Linked DNA regions of Sus scrofa: region 2 is linked to region 1. Evidence: chromatin contacts called from public HiChIP or PLAC-seq data. All regions are on one chromosome and are shown on one strand. The core of a region is the stretch at or near the end of the contact, and the rest is flanking DNA. Distances in the headings are between cores, read along the strand shown. Region 1 holds the start of TFAM (transcription factor A, mitochondrial). Region 2 holds the start of ZNF239 (zinc finger protein 239).

The links. HiChIP or PLAC-seq counts read pairs in DNA pulled down with a chosen protein or histone mark.
Region 2: an H3K27ac HiChIP or PLAC-seq map of alveolar macrophages shows a contact between it and region 1. The contact joins the promoter of ZNF239 here to the promoter of TFAM in region 1. A contact is called at or near these places in 1 of 5 promoter capture datasets (liver), 4 of 47 Hi-C or Micro-C datasets (alveolar macrophages, heart right ventricle and liver) and 1 of 2 datasets of contacts at active chromatin or transcription factors (alveolar macrophages).

The regions. Positions count from the first base shown.
Region 1 is chr14:92,277,672-92,284,688 of Sscrofa11.1, forward strand. It overlaps TFAM (transcription factor A, mitochondrial), which reads right to left and starts at 2,060. Exons shown (of 7, transcript NM_001130211.1): 1 at 1,657-2,060; 2 at 995-1,113. The coding sequence starts at 1,757.
Region 2 is chr14:92,188,107-92,194,494 of Sscrofa11.1, forward strand. It overlaps ZNF239 (zinc finger protein 239), which reads left to right and starts at 1,719. Exons shown (of 3, transcript XM_021073009.1): 1 at 1,719-2,780. It also overlaps the pseudogene LOC102167823.

The sequences.
Region 1 (7,017 bases), core at 810-3,309:
CATAGCCTTTCAAGTAGTCAACAAACCTCCTAATTGGAAATTTTCCAGGAACTAAAGATAAAAACTTTCAGTGAAAAAGCTCTTTTGTTGTCTTTTTGCTATTTCTTGGGCCGCTCCCGCGGCATATGGAGGTTCCCAAGCTAGGGGTCAAATTGGAGCTGTAGCCACCAGCCTATGCCAGAACCACAGCAACGCCAGATCCGAGCCGTGTCTGCAACCTACACCACAGCTCACAGCAACGCCGGATCGTTAACCCATTGAGCAAGGGCAGGGACCAAACCTCATGGTTCCTAGTAGGATTCATTAATCACTGCACCACAACAGCAACTCCCAAAGCTCTTGAAATCAACAGTAATTTGTATAGAGCTTTAAAGTTTACATTAACACATCCACATAAGTTATTTCATTTCAACTTCATTAACAATTCCCAGTGGCAGAAGGAGCTAAGCCAGAGGTAAAATGATTCATCAATGGTCCTCTAGACTAATGGCAACTAGGCCCCAAATTTTGGTTTTTCATTCTTTTTCCTGGCTGTTTTCCACTCTACCTGATGCTATTCTAAAAATACTTTTTTGGGGTTCCCGTAGTGGTGCAGAGGAAACAAATCCGATCAGCAACCATGAGGTTGTGGTTGGATCCCTGGCCTCGCTCAGTGGGTTATGGATTTGGTGCTGCTGTGAGCGGCGGTGTAGGTTGAAGACACAGCTCGGACCCTGTGTTGCTGTGCCTGTGGTGTAGGCCGGCAGCTGTAGCTCTGATTGGACCCCTAACCTGGGAGCCTCCATATGCCTTAGGGTTTGGCCCTGAAAAGCAAAAATAATAAGACATTTTTGTTTGGTAAAAAAATACATCTGCTGTTTTACAGACCATCACACAGAATGGTTACGTTTTGCCGTCACTGAATGCTTTGGTAATGAATATTAAGTTTGCAGTTTAACTGCTTAGTGGCCTCTATATTACATAAGAGAAGAGTACAAAGCCCAAAACTCCTTACCTGGGTTCTGAGCTTTAAATATGGGTAGCTGTTCTTTAGAAAATCGAACGTATGAAGTCATAGGCTTCTTTGGAAAACCACTCAGGGTGGATGAAAACCATCTTGGTACATACGCAAAACTACGTACAAATAAAAAGAAAACAAATGTTAATAAGCATTTAGGTGCTCATATTCACATGTATATGAACACAGATATCAAATGAGATGTCATCAAGATGCTATCTAACACCTTCGATTAGACAGCTAGTGATATTAAAATCCTGTCCCAGCCAGATGGAGGAGCTCGTAAAACTGAAGTCTCCAAGCCCTTACTTTCTAGGAAGGGCAGAAAGTGGAGGAAAATATGTATAATCCAGCTCCTGCGCCCCGCCTTCTCAGTGCCTAGACGAAGGCGGGAGAATCTGGGAGCTTCGAGGGGGATGCCAAACCGCGGGCTCCAAGTATAGACAGTGGGGAGGGCCGGAAGCAAGGCACGGGGTACTGATGGAGTGAGGCCTTGTCTCAAAGCCACCATCCCCTTGGCAAGGTCGAGGTCTGAATCACAGGACCAAGGTGGCCCTGACCTTTTTGGGGGAACAGAAAGCGGAGAAAAGCTTCCACATTACAACTGCAGGGCATCGTGAGCCCTGCCGCCTCCCGAGGCGCAAGGTAAGCAGTCCTACCTGAACGGAGAGCGCAGTCGACTTCCACAAACCGCACAGAGGTCCGCTCCTGACTTTCCCAGGGCACTCAGCACGCCCCACACGCCCCGGAGAAGCGCCATTGCACCCGTAGACAAAGCACTGACCAGGCCCCAATCTTGTGCAGCTCCCGAGCGCAAGAGAACAACCCCAACAATGACGACTTGAACTCGCAAGCAACTCTTCAGACCTCGCTATCATGCCCGCCACTCGCGAGGCACTATGGGAAATCAGTCAACATCCGGTTTAGATAGGGGGCGGGGACAAGGAAAAAGGTGCAGACGCAGTAGTCGCTTCCTAGGTGGGCGGGACTACGACGAAGGAGGAGGAGCTCGGGGGCGGAGAAGGGAAACCGCAGCCCGGCTCGCCTGCGGAGGGCCCTGGCCTCGAGGGGGCGCTGCTGAGCCGCCCCCGGCCCCCGCTTCCACAGCGTATTCCGTGGCGGGGCCAGGAGGCTGATGGAGGCAGTGGCTGGCGTCTGCCTGTGACGGCAGGGAGGGCTAGTACGCAACAGACAGTTTTACCGCGAGTACCTGTGTCGCCCACGCTGCTCTGAGGTCAGGTGGCTGGGTGCTTTGCGCCCAGCAGAGTGCCTAAGTTCAAGCAGGAGCTGGAGCTCAGAGTCAAAATTACTGACGACGAGTTGGGTGGAGCCTGGTTTCAAACCTTTGAATGCAGATTTCCGGGCCTTGCTGCTGAGCTTGATTCAGTGTACCTGTGTGGGTTCCCAGGTCTCCGCGTTTTTAACAGGATCCTTAAGGTTTAACAAATGGTCATGGGGCCACATTTAAAGCAATACAGATCCAGACCATCTTCCCATCCACTGCAGCTGTCGCTGACCCAGACTTCAAACTTGATATCCAACCCTGCTTAATTTGTGGGGAGGAGACATTGACTAGTTAATAGTCTGGAACTAGAATCCTAGATCCGGTATTAACATCCTAATCGGGGAATGTCGCATCCTCTAAGATTTAATTTCTCCCTTCTGCAGATGAGGATGTTGGACTAGATCAGAGTACTCCCAACCAAAGCCCTGAGAACAGTGGCAGGTACGCCTTAAAATATTGGTCGATGCGTTTTGTACAACCATTTTTCTGCGTGGACAATGGCATGAAAAAGTTTGGGAAGATCTAAAGACTAAAGCTAAGGGCTCTCCTAGTTTTTACATTCCAATTGCTTCAAGGATTGCCAACTCTTGAAACAGCCTTTCCTTTGTTGGATAGCTGTAATTGTCAGAAAATTCTTTTTTTGGGGGAGGGGCGTCTTTTTAGGGCCGCACTTGCGGCATATGGAGGTTCCCAGTCTAGGGGTCACATCTGAGCTGCAGCTGCCCGCCTACACCGCAGCCACAGCAAGACCAGATCTGAGCTTCATCTGCCACCTACACCACAGATCACGGAATGCCATATGCTTAACACATTGAGCGAGGCCCGGATCCAACCTGCATCCTCATGGTTCCTAGTCAGATTCATTTTGGCTGAGCCATGATGGGAACTCCAGAAAATTTTTACCAGTGTAATAATATTAAGCTGATTCTATCTTTCTGTAGCTTTGAAAAATTGGCCCTTTGGTGCTAGAAAGGACTAAGCCCACTTTTTCTCTGAAGTGGTAAGCATCTACCACCATTTCCTGCTTCACACAGTCTCATCTGTTCAAACTCTCACCCTGTCATGGAAGAGACGAGTTTTTGTTTTTTCCGAGTACATATATACTATGTACAGGGTCCCAAATGCAGATAAAAAACACAGCATTCTGTGTGAAGTCAAGTGGCAGAATCAAAGAAATGAAGTTACAACAGAGTATCAAGATAGAGATTAAGTACAGGATAGAATTCCTTACAGTTACATTTTAGCTGATTTTTGAAATATTTTTTCTTTATATTTTCTTGGAATGTTTTTGTTCTTTCAGATGTTTGACATAAAGTTAAGCTTCTTTTGGATATTTAAAAAAATAATTTTGTTGTTTTAAAGTGTCTTTTTGGGAGTTCCCGTCGTGGCGCAGTGGTTAACGAATCTGACTAGGTACGATGATGTTGCGGGTTCGATCCCTGGCCTTGCTCAGTGGGTTAAAGATCCAGCGTTGCCGTGAGCTGTGGTGCAGGTCGCAGACACTGCGTGGATCCCCCATTGCTGTGGCTGTGGCATAGGCCGGCGGCTACAGCTCTGATTAGACCCCTAGCCTGGAAATCTCCATATGCCGCAGGAGTGGCCCTAGAAAAGGCAAAAAGACAAAAAAAAAAAAAAAAAAAGTGTCTTTTTGATAAATCTTGCTGTAAATTTCTTACAAATCTAATCTATAACATTTGTTTTCATCAGATGACAGTATTTTTTAAAATTCATGTACACCACAGTGGTAATTTTATTCCAAACTCAGTATTTACACAGGAAATATAATTTTATATTATTCAAACTGTCTTTGAACAAAAAGGCATATGGCTTCATGTATTTTACCTTATAAAACTTGAAGACTTACCATAGCCTTTTCCAAGTTTCTCTCCCTTTATTTTGTTTTAAAAGTTCATTCATGGAGTTCCCGTCGTGGCACAGTGGTTAATGAATCCGACTAGGAACCATGAGGTTGCTGGTTCGATCCCTGGACTTGCTCAGTGGGTTAAGGATCCAGCATTGCCGTGAGTTGTGGTGTAGGTTGCAGACACGGCTCAGATCTGGTGTTGCTGTGGCTCTGGCGCAGGCCAGTGGCTACAGCTCCGATTCGACCCCTAGCCTGGGAACCTCCATATGCTGAGGGAGTGGCCCTAGAAAAAGCAAAAAGACAAAAAAAAAAAAAAAAAAAAAAAGTTCATTCATGTCAGCCCATGATTTCAACTATCAATTATATCCTCATGATTCATATTTTATATTGAATCAGGACCTCTCCATTTAGTCCCATGTCTATATAACCACTGTCTTCTGGGCATCCGGGCATCTTTACCTTCATGTTTCATAGCTACCTCAGATTTCTGTGATTAAAATTCACTATCTTTCCTCTATCTTGAACTCCTTTTCTTTTCTTTCTATTCTTTTTTTTTTTTTCTTGATTTTTAGGGCTGCACCTATGGCATATGGAAGTTCCCAGGCTAGGGGTCAAATCGGAGCTGCAGACACTGGCCCTCATCCTCACTGATCCTGGTCAGGTTTGTTAACCGCTGAGCCATGACAGGAACTCCTAACATTTTTTAATTATTAGTGATGTTTGAGCATGAGCACTATGGTAGGTTATGAAAAATTAAAACAGCACACCCTTAGGTTGGGATTGTTCTTTAATGTTTTCAGAACATCTTTATGTAACCATATTTGATTATGTGATTCACAAATTGAAGAAGTAGACAGAGAAAGTTTTATCACAATCATGGTTCCCAATTTACAGATGAGAGTAATTAAGTTCTAAAAGCTCAGGTCACAAGGTTGTTTCTAATGCTAAGTGGTAGAAGTGAATACCTGGTCTTCCAATTTATTGTCTTGTGCTCCTACCATTCTATTGGACTATCCCTCAGATTCAGTCAACACATCACATTATCCCAGCCCAAAGTATCTTCCTTGGATCTTCTAGAGTATGTGAGCTCATATTATTTATTAGTGATTTATCATATAGCACTCTGGTTGTTAATCTTTTTTTGTGTGTGCACATATTTTTTTCTTCAGTAAATGGTAAGCTTTTTTTTTTTTTTTTTTTTTTTTTTTGTCTTTTTGCCTTTTTCTAGGGCTGTTCCTATGGCACATGGAGGTTCCCAGGCTAGGGGTCTAATCGGAGCTGTAGCCACCAGCCTATGCCAGAGCCACAGCAACATGGGATCCAAGCTGAGTCTGCAATCTACACCACAGTTCACGGCAATGCCAGATCCTTAACCCATTGAGCAAAGGCAGGGATGAAACCCGCAACCTCATGGTTCCTAGTCGGATTCATTAACCGCTGAGCCACTATGGGAACTCCATGGTAAGCTATTCTTGAGGACAAGACTATGTCTTGTGCTTCTTTCTATCCCCTATGGAACCTAGCATAGTGCATTGAGCAGGACAGATGGATGGATGGAGGGAAGGAATGAGGGAGAGAGAGAGTTAAAAAATGTAAAAGATTATTATCTGCACAAAGTAGTTATATACAAATTTAGCCCCAGAGAAAATAGCAACAACCTGTTAGAAGTATTATTTGGGAGTTCCCGTCATGGCTTAGTGGAAATGAATCTGACTAGCATCCATGAGGACACAGGTTTGATCCATGGCCTCATTCAGTGAGTTAAGAATCTGGCATTGCTGTGAGCTGTGGTGTAGGTCGCAGACATGGCTCGGATCTGACTTCGCTGTGGCTCTGGCATTAAGCTGGCAGCAACAGCTCCAATTAGACCCCTACCCTGGGAACGACCATATGCCAAGGGTGTGGAGCTAAAAAGACCAAAGACCAAAAAAAAAAAAAAAAAAAAAAAAAAAAAAAAAAAAAAAAAAAAAAGCCAACCTATTTTAATTTACTTAGGTTCTATTATCTACTCACAGGACTTTGCCTTTTAAAACAGTATACAGGGAGTTCCCATTGCAGCACAGCAGAAAGAAATCCAACTAGTAACCATGAGGTTGTGGGTTCCATCCTTGGCCTTGCTCAGTGGGTTAAGGATCTGGCGTTGCCATGAGCTGTGGTGTAGTTTGAAGACACGTCTCGGGTCCTGCGTTACTGTGGCATAGGACAGCAGCTACATCTCCGATTCAGCCCCTAGCCTGGGAACCTCCATATGCCGAGGGTGCAGCCCTAAAAAGCAAAAAGCAAAAATAATAAAATAAAATAAAATAAAATAAAATAAAATAAAATGGTATACAAATACTACTCAGCCATAAAAAAGGAACAAAATCATGCCATTTGCAACAACATGTGTGGAACTAGAGGCTCTCATACTAAGTGAAGTCAGTCAGAAAGAGAAAGACAAATACCATATGATATCACTTATATCTGGAATCTAATATATGGCACAAATGAACCTTTCCACAGAAAAGAAGCTCATGGACTTGGAGAACAGACTTGTGGTTGCCAAGAAGAATGGGGAGGGAGTGGGATGGACTGGGAATCTGGGGTTAATAGGTGGAAACTATTGCCATTGGAACAGATAAGCAATGAGATCCTGCTGTGCAGCACTGGGAACTATATTTTGTCACTTGTGATGGAGCATGATGGAAGATAATGTGAGAAAAAGAATGTGTATATATATGTGTAACTGGGTCACTTTGTATATAGTAGAAAATTGATAGAACACTGTAAACCAAGTATAATGGAAAAAATAAAAATTATAAATAAATCAATCAAACAGTATAGAAAAGGATAGATGGGAGAGAAAAAATTAGAAAGATTTATTGTGTGTTA
Region 2 (6,388 bases), core at 469-2,968, 90 kb before region 1:
TACAATGGGAACTCCAAGTTTTCTTAAATAGAAACTGGGGCGGTTCATTCAGAATGGAAGGTAGAAAAAATAGGCTCCAGTGGAAAGAGGTGGGCAGATGTGCTTGTGTGAGGGTATAAAAGTTCTCTCTTCTCAGAGAAAGCAAGGGTCATCAGCTGTGATTGAGATGAGAGAAGTAGTTATTGGAGGCTTGAAGAAAGACGAGAAACTGTGAGATAGTCATTTAGGAGAATGAATGAACTAAGAAAGTGTAATGGGATAATTGAGCAGCACTGACGGCCCACTTGACCTTAGCAGTCATAAACTGAAAGTGAGACCAATCACCAGAGCCATATTTTTCTCAGGACACATCTGCTACACAGGTACAGGTGTGAAATAGGCAAGGAGTTGGATTCAACTAGATTTGATATTTTATCAGGAAAATAAAACCAAGGAAGATAGGAGCAAGACACTGATCATAATTATGAGCCACTCCCTCTAAATTGGGTGGGGTGGAAAATGAGAACATAAAGGCGTGAGAGTCAGGGCAAGAGTGATGGGATGGATAGGGAAGATTTAGGGGAACATCAGGTCCCAGAGAGATCTTTTGTTCCCCAGACCAAAGGCAGGAGAGCACCTCCGAGGAGGAGGCTCTCCAAATGTGGTAGGCCCTCTAAAATATCCACGTTAATCCCCAGAAACCATGAGTGCTACCTTATAGAGCAAAAAGGGATTTGTAAATGTGACAAAATTTAAGATCATGATGTGGAGAGATTGTTTTGGATTAACCAAGTGGGCCTGATGTAATCACATGTAGTTAGTTCTCTGGAAGAGTCTGCACCAGAGAAAGTAACTATCAAGCTACCTTATTAACTTCAAAGGAAGCAGAGATTGGAGTCATATGCTTTGAAGACGTAGGAAGAGATCACAAACCAAGGAACATAGACCATGAATTACCTTGAGAAAGGCAAGGAAATAGATCCTCCTCTAGAACCTCCAGAAGAACCCAGCAGTGCTGACACCTTGACTTTAGTGCAGTGAAACTGATTTCAGACTTCCGACCTCCCAGAACTGTAAAAGATGAAATTTGCGTCTGTGATACGTCACTAAGTTTATGGTAATTTATTACAGCAGCAACTGGAAACTACACCAAGAAGGGGAGAGACAAAGACGAGAGGACTAGAAAACAGCTCTTTCATCTCCAGGATTAATCTGAAGGGAAAGTATTCCAGAGAGACCAAGTGAGCATCCCTGTGTCATTCAGTGAGGGGTGAAAACAATGGAGAAGCCACTGAGGAGAATTTTGGTGCCATTCCCTTGAAGGCATTAAGAACTAAAAGGGCCTCAGAGAGAAAGGTTTCTGTGTAATCTATGATACACAGTACTATCAAATTTTACAAATCAAACTGCAGGCCTCTATATACAGCATGACCTCATTTTTGTTTTCAAAAAGCATATTTGTATAAGCCGCTAAATGAATGAACTTCTGATTTTTGAAGGAGAGGAAAAAATTACGGGTAATGTACATTCTTTAACCCCATTAGCGCTTTAATAAAACGAAAATACACTTTAATGAGTATTCCTAAAATAATTCTTATGCGTTTATAATTTAAAACACACAGACGCACTAACACGGATAACTCCAAGGAACCAGACGCAGACCTCAAACAACCGCGAAGGGCACTGGACGGAGCTCGTGATACTATCCTCCCACGCCGCGCCGCGCTAGGTCCCAGGGCGGCGCCGGAAGTGGGCGTGGTCCGCCCGCGGCTTTCTGGGACTTGTAGTTCGGCACATAGGCGCGGGTGCGGGTCAGTGTTGCCAGTGTTGCGAATCTTGCGCTTCCAGGTGTCCGACTCCAAGTGGGAGGTGAGAGCTGTCTGGCAGAAGGCGCAGCCCGGAGCAGCCCGCAGCGAAGCATCTGGCTGTCTAGTTGTGGGAACGCTGCGGGGCAGGCGCTGGACCGCAGGGACCCGGAAGCCTGGCGGGCGGCCGTGGGAGGGCGCGCGCCCTGGCGGAGATGAGAACGCGGGCCGCACGTGTGCCCACGCGCTTCGGCCGCTGCTGCGTTCCCAGGATCGGCGGCGATCACCTGAGACCAGGCGGCCCCCACTGCTGAGCCGCCCGCGGTTCCGAATGGCCCTCCTCTCGCCTGCCTGAGCTCCGGCCTCGGCTGGCCTGGGAGCTTCGCAGTTGGCCATACCGGCCTTTTCCACGCCGGTGACTGGCCCTACTCGAAGGAGATTTTCGGTGGACGTTAAGGGACCGAGAGGGGGCCTTTGAGGGACTGAAGTTTCCATCCCCACAGCCCTGTCCTCGGTGAAAAGAGAGTGCGTCACAGGCCGTGCACCCCAGAAACGAGTCAGGCCGTCAGGTGTCGGGCAGCCGAAATCTCTCCGGAGAGGCGATACATCTAACCCGACAGCTCCTACTGCTCTAACTAGAACTTGAGGGCAAAAAAATCCGCGAAGCCTGGGGAAATGGGCACATCTTAAGAGCTGCTGGGAAGGATGGGAATTTCTTACCCTGGTGGGTTTGCGGGGGAGGCTTGGCATATTTGATCCGAAGCCCAGTGGAGAGAGGTGAGGGAGGTGCAGCATGGAGAGACAGGAAGGGTACCCCAGCAGAGGGTGTATGAAGGAAGGTTGCAGGAGCTGAGTAACTTTTTTCCTACAGTCTTGCTGGATTGGCTTGTCTGTGTCCTGCAAAGTGGACGTGATTTACATGGATTTTTCGCTTTCCCTAACTCTACCTTTCCAGGAGTCTGTCCTTGCTGACAAGAGGAAATGACCGAGTTCCAGGTGAGTTGGAGTTTTTCTTCTCTGAGACTGGAAATACTTTCCTTTCCTTCCTCTCCTTTCCTTTCTTTTCTTGGGAAGGACATCAGGATTAACTTGAGTGCCTGTCTGGTGTCAGGTCCCGTCTTGGTTCTCTATGTTTTTTCTTTTTATTGTCATACTTCAGCGTGAGACATAAAACATCTTATAAACATGAGTGTAAGAACATTAAGATACTAAGAGCGTATGGTTATCAAATGATGTCATCAGGGTCTGCACAGAAAACATGCGACTTTAAATTCCACCTCAGTTTTCACTGAACTACACTGCTTCCATGAATTTGGCCCACTCCCGAGAGCACTGGGCTATGCTCTTTTATTAAAGACTCCACATAGCATTTTTGTCTGGTCCTGTGTCTCAAACCATGCCTTTTCCTGCCAGACATTTCACTCACATTGAAATTCATTCAGAGTTGTGACATGCACAATCTAGTGGTCTCAAGAAAACAAACAGAATTATAAACAACTGTGCTTTTTGTCATGAGCAGATGATGTGTATTAAAAAAGTATGCACATTAACAATGATTTATTAAACACGAAAGATCAAAAACATGAGGAAATTTGTTAAATAACAGCAGAGTAGTTACCAGATCACTCCCAGAAATGGCTCTTCAGTCAGGCTGTGCGTCACAATTATCAGAGGTGTTCTTTAAGAATTAAGACCGAGTCAGGATTGTTAACCACAGAGCCACGAAGGGAACTCCAAGAATTAAGGTTCCTAGGCATCATTCCCCCACACCTACCAAAAGGAGAATTTCACTCCTTTTTTATCCCTTTGATCTTTGTACATCCAAAAATTTATTGTGACATATTTCTCTACATACTTGGATATTTCTTTACATACTTACCACCTAGGTAGATAAGATAGGTTGCTCATCTTGCATGCTCTCATTGTTTTGTTGCTTATACCAGCATATCTACATGTTTAATTGGTACAAGAAGTTGAATTACCATGCAGCATTTTTTTAAAGACCAATTTCTCATTGGTTTCCATAAAACCATTTCTAGGAAGTTAGGTCAAGACTGTCAGTATCATAGAATTTTTGAAAAGGAAGGGGTTAGCCAGCCCCTTCTCTGCCTTGGTGCCGTTATCTTACAGAGGAGAGGTCAAATTCTGAGGGAGCTAAAGGGGAACACCATGTCTTTTATTGCAGAGAGCAGCAGAGCCAGAAGTAAACCCCATGTTTTCTAACTCCATGCACTTCCTTCTCCATAACTAAACAGGTCATCACATCAGAAATTATTTGAATAAAATATCAGGCTGGATTTTTTTTTATAATTAGATGAAATTATTTTTTTAAATTGGAAGTATAGTTGATTTACAGTGTTTCAGATGTACAGACTGGATTTTAAGGAAGAAAAAAAATTAGTTCTTAACAATATCACCAACAAAACCATCTTTTTGCTTAGTCCTCACATCCATGGGAAAACACCATGTGTGCTTATAAAAACCTGTTTAAGGAGTTCCCATCATGGCACAGCAGAAACAAATCCAACTAGGAACCATGAGGTTTGCCAGTTTGATCCCTGGTCTCGCTCAGTGGGCTAAGGATCTGGTGTTGCCGTGAGCTGTGATGTAGGTGGCAGGCATGGCTTGGATCTGGCGTGGCTGTGGCTGTGGTATAGGCCGACGGCTACAGCTGGGATTTGACCCCTAGCCTGGGAACCTCCATATGCTGCAGGTGCGGCCCTAAAAAGACAAAAATAAATAAATAAATAAAAATCTGTTTAAAAGGACAGTAAGCTGACTCAGATACTGAGTGTGACATCTCAGTGCCTTGAAAATAATTGAGAGGGAGTTCCCATTGTGGCTCAGCAGGTTAAGGATCTGACTAGTATCCATGAGGATACGGGTTCAATCCCTGGTCTTGCTCAGTACGTTAAAGGATCCAGCATTGCCGTGAGCTGTGGTATAGGTCACAAATGCAGCTCGGATCTGGTGTTGCAGCAGCTGTGGTGTAAGCTGGCAGCTGCAGCTCTGATTCAGCCCCAAACCTGGGAACTTCCATGTGCCTTAGACAAAGCCCGTTTAAAAAAAAAAAAAAAAAGGAAGAAAGAAAGAAAGAAAGAAAAAAAAATAATCGAGAACTTCAGCAAAGATTGACCTGAGTAAAAGCCTGTGTTCTTATTTTACTTCCCTTCTGTCTCTTCCTTAATGAAGATTGTTTATTCACTATGACGAAGTTAGGGATTGCTAGCATATTGAAATTTAAGATTCTGGCATGTGTTAATAAATTTCTGGAGTTCTCTTCGTTGCTCAGAGGTTAGTGAATCCGACTAGGAACCATCAGGTTGCAGGTTCGATCCCTGGCCTTGCTCAGTGGGTTAAGGATCTGGGGTTGCTGTGAGCTATGGTGTAGGTTGCAGACCTGGTTCGGATCCTGTGTTGTTGTGGCTGTGGTGTAGGCCGGCAGCTACAGCTCCAGTTAGACCCCTAGCTTGGGAACCTCCATATGCTGCAGGAGCAGCCCTAGAAAAGGCAAAAAAAAGACAAAAAAAAAAAAAAAAAAAACAGAAGTCCCGTTTATCCCTTCTCCCTTTGTGACCTTGGATAAGTCACTTCACCATTATGAACCTTAGTTTTCTCATCTGTAAAATGAGAGTGCTGAATTTGATGATCTCACGCTCTCTTTGTTTGTTTTGGCTTCACCTGTGGCATTCAGAAGTTCCCAAACTCATGCCACAGCAGTGACAATGCCAGGTCCTTAACCTGCTAAGCCACAAGGGAACTTCCTGAAAACTTTCATGTCCCTAACTTCACTCTACCCAGGTTCTGGTCATTTGCTATCACAGACTGTCTGCATTGAGTAAATCTTGTGCAAATATCATTTCACAACTATGCCAGGAAACCTAAAGAATAAAACCCCCAGGCTGGACTGCTGAGTGTGTACGTTTGTGACTTTGATACTTAATTATCAAAATGTCCTTTGGAGGGGGGAGTGATACCAATTTATACTCACAAGCCGTGTGTGTCGCCAGGCTTTGGGTTTTTCCAGTGTTAACAGGGAGAAAATGGTACCTCAGCATAGTTTTGATTTAAATATTTTATATTGTTATACTGCTTTTTTCAGTTTATCAATATTTGACATTTCCTATTAACTTCTTTATATCATAGATGAGATTTAGCTCTTTTTTATGTTATATCCCCCATAATGCCCATCTTCCCAAGAATTTATCTCAGTCACATCAGCAATTAATGCTTATGTTGCTTTGACTTCATAATTCTTTTTCCTGCAAACAGTATACTATGATTACAGTTCCTTTTTTTTTTAATCCCTTTTCTAAAACTAATACCTGCTTTTTTAAGTATATTTTATTTAGGGTTTTTTTTCCTTTTTTAAAAGTTTTATTAAAGTATGTTTGATTTACAATGTTGAGATAACTTCTGCTGTACAACAAAGTGATTCAGTTATACATATACACACACCCACTCTTTTTCAGATTCTTTTCCCATATAGATTATCACAGAATATTGGGTAGAGTTCCCTGTGCTATACAGCAGGTCTCTGCTGGCAGTCATTTCATATACCACAGTGTACATATGCCAATCCCAACAGAGGTATTTGAAAATTG